2 separate regions of the Mus musculus genome follow, and region 1 is linked to region 2. Evidence: chromatin contacts called from public HiChIP or PLAC-seq data. All regions are on one chromosome and are shown on one strand. Each heading gives the region's core, a stretch centred on a gene start, on an enhancer-like site or on the middle of the called end of the contact. The rest is flanking DNA. Distances are from core to core; before and after follow the strand shown. Region 1 has its middle 12 kb from the start of Gm34026. Region 2 overlaps Smpd3 (sphingomyelin phosphodiesterase 3, neutral).

The links. HiChIP or PLAC-seq counts read pairs in DNA pulled down with a chosen protein or histone mark.
Region 1: an HNF4G HiChIP or PLAC-seq map of pancreatic cancer cells shows a contact between it and region 2. The contact joins two enhancer-like sites. A contact is called at or near these places in 9 of 39 promoter capture datasets (the 3T3-L1 cell line, the C10 cell line, cranial neural crest and 5 more), 17 of 484 Hi-C or Micro-C datasets (B cells, the C2C12 cell line, CD4 T cells and 12 more), 3 of 115 datasets of contacts at active chromatin or transcription factors (embryonic stem cells, large pre-B cells and pancreatic cancer cells) and 1 of 9 other capture datasets (embryonic stem cells).

What each region holds. Positions count from the first base shown.
Region 1 is chr8:106,386,102-106,390,303 of GRCm38.p6, reverse strand. No RefSeq gene overlaps it. Among named protein-coding and RNA genes, the nearest start is that of Gm34026, 12 kb to the left of the region's middle. Within about 2 kb of position 2,488, at least 17 of the 459 cell types and tissues checked have an H3K27ac peak or open chromatin away from gene starts, as enhancers often do. A contact at or near this core is called in pancreatic cancer cells, where this site is marked.
Region 2 is chr8:106,267,015-106,271,350 of GRCm38.p6, reverse strand. All of the region lies in intron 2 of Smpd3 (sphingomyelin phosphodiesterase 3, neutral), which reads left to right. Among named protein-coding and RNA genes, the nearest start is that of 4930506A18Rik, 13 kb to the left of the region's middle. Within about 2 kb of position 2,115, at least 49 of the 459 cell types and tissues checked have an H3K27ac peak or open chromatin away from gene starts, as enhancers often do. A contact at or near this core is called in pancreatic cancer cells, where this site is marked.

The DNA of each region.
Region 1 (4,202 bases), core at 1,239-3,738, 120 kb before region 2:
GAGGTGAATCCCAGGTTGCAGAACCACTAGGAAGGTTCCCAATAGGGAGATGAGGTGAAGGTGTCTCTGAGGAGACTATGAAAGCACCTGATTCAGAAAGACCCAGGCATTATACAAGCACTGTGGAGAAAGCCAGGTGGTCAGCTGTGCTTTGACCTTGAGGCTGGATGGAGCCCTTGGAGTAGTCCCTCTGTGGCCGTCTCACACTGAAGAGTCTGAGAACCTAGTAGCTGCACAGTCTGGGGCTAGGTGCCTCAGCCAATTGGGGACTCAAAACCTGGAGGTTTCCTGAAGAGCTTCCTGTCCTCCGTTTGCAATAGAAGGCTGGCAATGCTGGTTTTAATATTGGTGAAGGACTCAGAAACAGCAGCAGCAACAGCGTAAAATTAACTCTCAAGCTACAGCATCCCACCCCTTTTCATCTGGGATGCTAACAGAAGGTGCCAGCACATCTGGGGAGAGTTTTTCCCATCAATTAAGGCAATCAGGATGATTCTTCTCACTGGAGGATCCCTATTAAAGCAATTCTAATCTATAGAAAGCCAACCATGATAACCTACCTTGCTCACTCACCCTGTCTCTCCTTGGCCCTCATCCATCTCTAGGGCGTCCATGAATACTAGCTAGCAGACAGGGAATGACCTCTAGCAAACAAGTAAAGGGCCAACCCCGCCTCCTGTCTTCATTGGAGGCTTCTCCTGGTTGTGAGACCAAAAGGTAATATAAATACTCTGCCCCATACAGGATTGCTAGGAGAATTTTTTTTTCCTTCAAAAACTGTGTTGATGGTGGCTGGTGGCAAAACCATACAGCCTGCCTGAGGGTTTTCCCAATAGCTGGAGGTTGCATTTAGCTACTTTTGTGACGCTGTGACCAAATTCCTGATGTGAGTAACTAAAGGGAGGAGTTAATTATTTTGGTTCATAGTTTCAAAGGTATCAGGTCACTGTGGGTGAGAGGGTATGGCAGGGCAAAGCAGTGCACATCCAGGCAAGAGAGGAAGCAGAGAAAGGAAGAGAGGAAGGGGCCAAAGGACAAGATATCCTTAGTGACTGTGTTCGTCAGGATTTTCTAGAGGAACAGAACTTATAGATCTATCTGTCTGTCTGTCTGTCTATCTATCTATCTATCTATCTATCTATCATCAAGGGAATTTATCAGAATTGCTTACATGCTGTGGTCCAGCTAGTCCAACAATGACTGTCTTGCAGTAGAAGGTCCAGGAATCCAGTGTTGTTCAGCCCACAAGGCTGTGTGCCTCAGCTGATCTTCAGTGTATACCAGACTCCTGAAGAAGCAGGTTCCAATGCCAGTGAGGGCAAGAGCAAGCAGGTGAAGAAAGCTTCTTTCTTTCGTGCCCTTTATATAGGCTGCCCGCAGAAGGGGTGCTCCAGATTAAAGGTGGATCTTCCCATCTCAAAAGATCTGGATTAAAAGTGGGTCTTCCCACATCAAATGATTTAATTAAGACAAAAATTCCTCACGGGTATACCGAGCTGCTAGGGTTCTGGTTAATTTCAGATGTAGTCAAGTTGAGAACCAAGAACAGCCATCTTGGTGATCACTTCCTCCAGGTAAGTTCTGCTTCTGCACATTTCCAGAACCTTCCAAAACAGCACCCCTAACCCCCAGCTGGAGATCCAGTGTTCAAAATATGAACACATGGGCAATATTTCACATTCAAAGCATAGCCCAGAGTCTGAGGATGGCTCAACAGGTAAAGGTACTTGCTGCTAAGACCGCTGACCTGATTTTGATCACATGGCTGACACAGAGGACCGCTGAAACTTATCCTTTGGCCTCTACACGCACAGTGTGGCACATGCATGCTCACACTTACACGTGGACTCGGACACAAAGTAAAACAGATAAACTGTAAACAAAACAACGGAAACCATAGCACACATAAACGTTGGAGAGGGAGGGGTCCACAGAGGTTAAGCCCAGCTCCTCTCTACTCTGAATGTAGAGATGTTTGGTGATGGAGGATATAAGCCACATCCAGAGAATAAGTTGCTCGGCAGCTCTTGCATGGGAGGAGCTGGGGTAGTGGTTAGCAGCTGGCAGGGACAGATCAAATCGGCCTTGGGGATTAAGGCCTGGGGACAATGAGCAGCATAGGTTGCCAGGGATCCCATAGCTTGACTGTTCAGGCTAGTTCTAAAAGTGTGGGTAAGGCACGGGAGTGGATAGAGATCTGCAGAGATCCAAACAAGGACAAGGGGTAGAGCTGGTAACGGAAGCATGGGATGGCATGAAGTTAGGGAAATGAAACCCGTGGGCATGGTATATCGGTCCCAAGGCCTCATATTGCCCCAGTGAGTCATGGGAGAGCTGAGCACCTCCTGGATGACAAACCTCTGGCTGGGTCTGGCCACTTGTCCTCCCACTGATTCACAAATGGCCTTTGAGCTGGAGATGGTCACCCCACACAGTCACGAGGAGGTTGGTTCAGAGGTTCACAGTTAATTCTCTCAATCCACTAAGCTGTGTGGTAAAACTACCAGGTCTGAGGCTCCAGTCTGTTCTGGGTCGGGGCACTGGGCCACACCATCTTGGGTCTACAGATGGAAGCATTGGTCCTGGGGAAGGAGGATCATAGGTGACCAGTTATATAACCTCCTCAGGTACCGAGAGAGGGAACGTTTAAAGCCAGAGCATCGCCAAGCATCCTGACAACACAGGAAGGCACCAGACGTGGGATGTAGGAAGGAGAACTCTGTTATGGTTCCAGTGTAAAATGTCTTCCCTAGACTCACATGTTTGAGCACATGGTCCCCAGCTGGTAGCACTGTTTTGGGAGCTTATGGACCCTTTAGGAGGGGCTTCACACATCACTGGTGGGCAGGCCTTGGGGTTAATAAGCCAGTTATTCTTCTGGCCCAGCTGTCTGTTTTCTGTTTTGCTGAGCTGTGAGCTGAGGATTCCAAGCTGTATATGTGAGCCACCCACTGCCATGCCTTTCCTGCCGTGACAGATTGATCCCACCTTACACCTTAAGCCCAGACATGCTTCCCCCTCCTTAAGTTTCTATGTCAGGTATTTGGCCAGAGATCCTGTTTCACAGGTGAGCAGAGCCCTTGGCTGAGGCCTCTCTCTGAGCAGAGGAAAGAGAAGGATAGTCAGGGAAACGCTGATCCTGCATGCGTTGCTATCCTCACCTAGTGGGACCACAGCCCTTTAGCCTGCCCTTGTGGTGACGCTGCTAGTCTCCCAAGCTGGGAATCTGCTTTTGTTATCCTTTAAGATGGGGTCACATCCTCTATCCTTGATAGAGCGGGGCCAGGGCAGTGCTGGACCACAGGGACTCAGGCCAGATCTTTGGAATAGCTTTCAGGCCTGCTGCCCTACAGGCAGCCGACTGAGGGGTTTGAACTTGCTCTACCAGCATCCCACCAGACACAACCTTGTCACATGCACAGACCACAGAGACACAAATCTCTTTGTTTTGCTCAGTTTAAAAGATGTTTGGCCATGTTTCACAATGAGAAATGCCAGGCCACCCTCCTGCAACAAATCTGTGTGCCAGAAGATGTTCAGATGCAGCTCAGTGCCCTACTGTGGTAATATTTTGCCCTGACTGTCCATGGAAGGCAGAGACTTTGCGCTGCAGACACAGTTGTTTTTCTCTTGGCCTGGGCATCCCAGGCTCCCCTGTAGCCCATGGATATTGCTAAACAGAAAAGGAGATGAGGCAGCAGTTCCTTGGGCCTTCAGGGACACAAGAATGGGGATCTTTGGCAAAGTGGGTCTTCAGCCTTTCCTGCTTTTAAGTTCAATTTATTGTGTTGCCCAGACAACCCTCCTGTCTCAGCCTCCCAAATGATGGAATCCCTGGTGGGCATCTCTGAGAATTCCTGATGTTAAGCTGCCTTTTGCCCTCTTTAGAGAAATGGCGTCTCAACCCACCAGGATGCTGAGTCAGCCAATGGTTCCAGGCAGGTGATATGAGGCAGGTGAGGCCTGCTCAAAGCACTAGCAAGCCAATATGAAAACCAAGGTTCCAGGTCCAGTCTCTTCCTACTGAGGTGGCGCCATGCCTCACAAGCAGTGCTTGTTTTGTGTTCTGGTATCCTGGGACACCCTAGATACACCACCTAATTAGGTGGGGGATCTGAAGTATGCCTTTCCCCTTGTAGTTTTCCTTAACCACAACACACAATAATTTTTCCTTTCATTTATTTTTCCACTGATCTACATGA
Region 2 (4,336 bases), core at 866-3,365:
TGTGGCTTGCTATTATATCCCCTTGGAGTACATAAGGGGCAGGGTGGTGTGTCTGCCCCTGCCAGAGAGGTGAAGGCAGGAGGATGGAGGCAGAGCTGGTGCTTTAGATTAAGAAGTGTGATAGGAATTACCTGCATCCGAGGGAGCCACTGCTGCAGCCTGTGTGTTTATGCTAGACCCCAAACATCAGTTCTATTTGGGTTATAGCATTTCCAACCCCTCCCCCAACTCAGAAAAGCATCTGTCTCTCATCAGTCTTTCTGTCCTCCTAGCAATGAGCTGACTCCAAGTTTCAGCAGCTCAGAGCTCACGTTGCCATGCCAACTTCTCCACGGCAGCATCTAGGCAGAATGGGCTGGCCTGATCTCACAGCCGCTGGTGAATGCAGGCACATTCGGGTAATTGGATTGAAGCGAACCTGGGGCTTGGTCCAGCTCCTGTTTAGACTCAAAGACTTGTAGGATGTTTTGCTCCAAGACCCTAAGCTTATAGTGAGAAAGAGAGGGCTCAGCAGGCCTGAGGTCAGAAGACACAGTAGTAAAAGAGGAATAAACCCCAGGCAATGCCAAATGGAGCAGTTACAGCCCTCCAAAGTTCAAAGACGCCCCAAGAGATGGCATCGCTTCCACACAGGGTCAGGACTTGCTTTGCCCAGAACTGACCTGGCTTTCACACCTTCCCACTGCAAGAGAAATGCAGATTAACAGTCAGCATCCACACGGGCCCCTTGACGCTCCGGTATAAGGTGTGTTCTGTGCATCAGCGTGCCGACCAGGTCCACTCTGCACAGTTGGCAGTTGTGTGGCCTGGTTATCTGATACTCACTGGGAACATTCCTGCCTCCCACAGTGTGCCCGGGCAGGGCTCTTTCTTAGGATTCCCTTCGCTGGTGAGGGGAGATCAGCTTCTGGGCCCACATGGAACTATTTCGGGTAGACCCTGGTTTAACTCCAGCATCTGAGCAGCCATGGTGCCCTTCCGGGAACACGCTCTAGTCACACAGGTTGCTAGCTAGGAATTAAGCGTCTTCAGTGCTGACAGGTTCATCTGTAGGAGTGGCTGAACTTACTTGCCTTCGATGCCCCGGGCTACCCAGAAATGCTTGGGACTACGGTCTTCAGATCCTGCAGAGGATCCGCCCTCCCTTCCCTCTCCCATGTGGACTGAGGGTTTTCTGGGCTCTCAGCCATTCCTAGACCAAGTTCTTCCTCTTCTTGCATCTGTCTGTGACCCACAAGCTCTCTGCCCCCTCTGTCTTCACTGCCAAAGAGAGGACAAGTTAGTGAAGACTTTGGCTTTGGCCCAGACAGTGGGAGTGGCACCTGTGAAGACCCCAAGGCACTCTGATTCAGTCAGGGTCCCTGCAAGTCCTGTGGGTGGGCTCAGGTCATCCCCTTAACAATGTAGAAGATACAAACTGGGGAGAGGAGGTGAGGCACACTGGGTGGCTTCAGGAAATGGAGGGAAGGAAGCAGGAATTGCCAGGCCATCAGCCAGGTCTCTCTAGTCCTCATGGTAGCCCTAGAGGTAGGCACTGCTACCTCATTTAATGGTCAGTGCCATGGTGTGACTTAGGTTAGCCTGACTCCTGGGCTGTGTGCAAGACTAAGAAACTCAGGGGAAAGGAGGAAGCCTGGTCTCTACATCTAGGCCAGAGAAGCTGGCTCCCAGGGGTGCTGCCTTGGGGCACCATAACCCCAGTCATAACCCCACAGCTCGTAATGAAGAGGTTGGGGATCCTGCTAGAAGCCCTGAGGGCTGAAAGCCTGAGAGTATTCAGCTCAGCTATATGGTATGGAGGGAAAGAGACGTGGCTTCTAGTAACCCTGGAAACAACCTATTAGGATTTCCAAAGGGAACCAACCTAAGGGTGACTTCCCTCCTTAGCCTAAACCCTGAATGATCCACCTAATCTAAGAGTTTGAGGTGCAGAAGCTCAGCATACATGGCCTTGGAGGAGCCTGCTGCCCCCTCAAGGATGTCCATGACAGGCCTTCCTTACAGAGCTACCAGATCAAGGACATGGACTAGAGAAGAGGGACTGATGGGGACAATGGAGCCCTGTGTCCAAAGCCAGAACCTGTGCCTGTCACAGACACATGCCTGACCCCACCTAGACAGTACACACAGAAAAAGGGAGATAAGCAGGGTGTGGCTGAGCACCTGCCTGGACTGTGCCAGCCTGGGACAGCCACGTCCTTCCACAGCCACTCCTTTGAACACTTGAAACCCCTGGGAAGTTGCCAGCCTCTCGTGTTTAACAGCAGTGCTCTTCTTTCATGAGGAAAGTGTAGATCAGTCTAATTAATGTGTGCTGTTTGTTTACCCTCCTTTCATTTCCCTGAGACAGAATAATTATCTAGAGCTTTAGAAACAGCCTCGTCCATGGCAGTCCCTTCTGTGTCTGTTGTAGCACAGCTTCCGGGTGTAGACAGCGGAACCAGTGCAGGGCAGAACAGGTGGCAGCACCCAGAAGGGTCCTCCTCCCTTCAGGGCACTGCAGAAGAGGCCCAGGGTAGCTGGATCTGGGGTGGCAGCATGGAGGACCAAGGGACTCAAGGCTGTCTCATTTTAGAGCATCACTGTGGTATTGCTACTCCCATGAGCTCCTGGAACTGCCACACCAGCTCCTCCCCTTCACCAACCCTGCAAATGGAGACCAAAAACATGTCCGTGCCCAGCCGGGACTGGCAGAAATCAGTCTATCACTACAGACGAGAGGATTTTGCCTAAGGGTTTCTGGGCTTGAAACAAGAGTGGAGGGAGCAAGGGGCAGCTGAAAATGGATTCTCTCACCTTGTACCCTAAAGCTCTGTCTCAGGAGATAGTTGATCCCAACCCAGTATTAGGGTTGAGCCACACAGTGGGTCAGAATGGGTCATTTTTCTCAGGAAGCTTTGATGAAACAGAGCCTGACTCACAGGGGTGCTTTAGCGACCTCGTGAACACTGCAGAGGCTCTTGGGGGTGCTAACAGACCTCCTCTCTGATCCTCTGTCCATATGTCATCTGTGCGGCCCACGTTACTGCCCACAGGTCAAACCTGACCCTCACTATGGGGAGACTGACTTCTCATGCGTGGGTGCTCACATCGGTCTGTTCACTCCTTAACTGGGTTGTTTCTGCATGTGTTACTTCTATTCCCAGTCAGAGCAGCCAACAACCAGGGCTTAGCCTCAGACAGACTCAGTCTTCGTGGATCTTATTCAGGAGGGAATCCTAGAGACAGCTCTAGCTCGAGACCAAGTGATGGCCTGGTGTGGGGAAGGGCTGTGGTCACATAATGCCTTGGACAGGTCCCCTGAAGAGAACGCTCAGCTGAGTCCTGAAGGGTACAGAGGGGATAACAGGGGTGCAGAATATTGGTGCAGGCTCTTGGGCCGCTGGCAACTGTGTAGAAATCCCTGTGTCACAGGAGTCCTGGCAGGAGGAGGGGGAAATGGCTGCCTCCTTTCTGGCACCAGCATCATGCTAGACCTCTGTTCATTTATCCTATCTCCGAGGCACCTGCCACTTTTGCCTCGCCCTGGGACCCTTGTGTAGCCCCTTCCCTCTCGGAGCCCCTCATCTGCTGGGTAGGTAGGCACATCCCAAAGCACATGAGACACAGCGGCAGGGCGCTGTTCTGTGGCACAAGCGCCCACCGCGAACCTGCCTGAGCCACCCGGGCAAGGAGGTGATGAAGTCTCCCCTAGAAAGCTCATGTCTAAGCTGAGCTGTGGAGATGCTGAGGAAGAAGCAAGGCTGTGGGAGATCCTCAGAGTGAGGTCCTTGTACCACTGTCAGAGTGAGTAGGAGGAGAACATAGCCAGGTGATTGACAGGCTGCAGAGACGGAGGGCCAGCTGAGGAGGTAGGTGGCCCTCCAGTCACTGTGTGGAGAAGGTTGATGAATTGCAACAGTGTCCTCAGCTCATCCTGAGATGTTTTCCAGGGACAGATGAGACATGAGTATAAAGGCTATCTAGGTTTCTAGCTCCAGTGACAGAGGTCTTGGGAGGGAGGAGAGAATGCAGGACCAGGATGCATGATGAGAGTCTGGGTCCAGACCTGCTGAGGTGTCAGGGGCAGAAGTGGTATGGAACATAATGAATTCACCTGGCTGGCCTCAGAACCAAAATGCAGATCAAGCATCCAGGATGTTCACCTCAAGAGCATCGTGGGTCCTTGGAGGCCGGATAAACACAAGGCACAGTCAATATACCTGTCAGCCTATATTATAGGTGTTATACAGAGCTGCTCTCAAAACTGCTGTGACTCAGTACAGCCTGGGGTAGGGACCAAGGATGAATGTATTTAGGTGTCTGCTGGCTTTGCCTGAAGGGGCATCTTGGACCA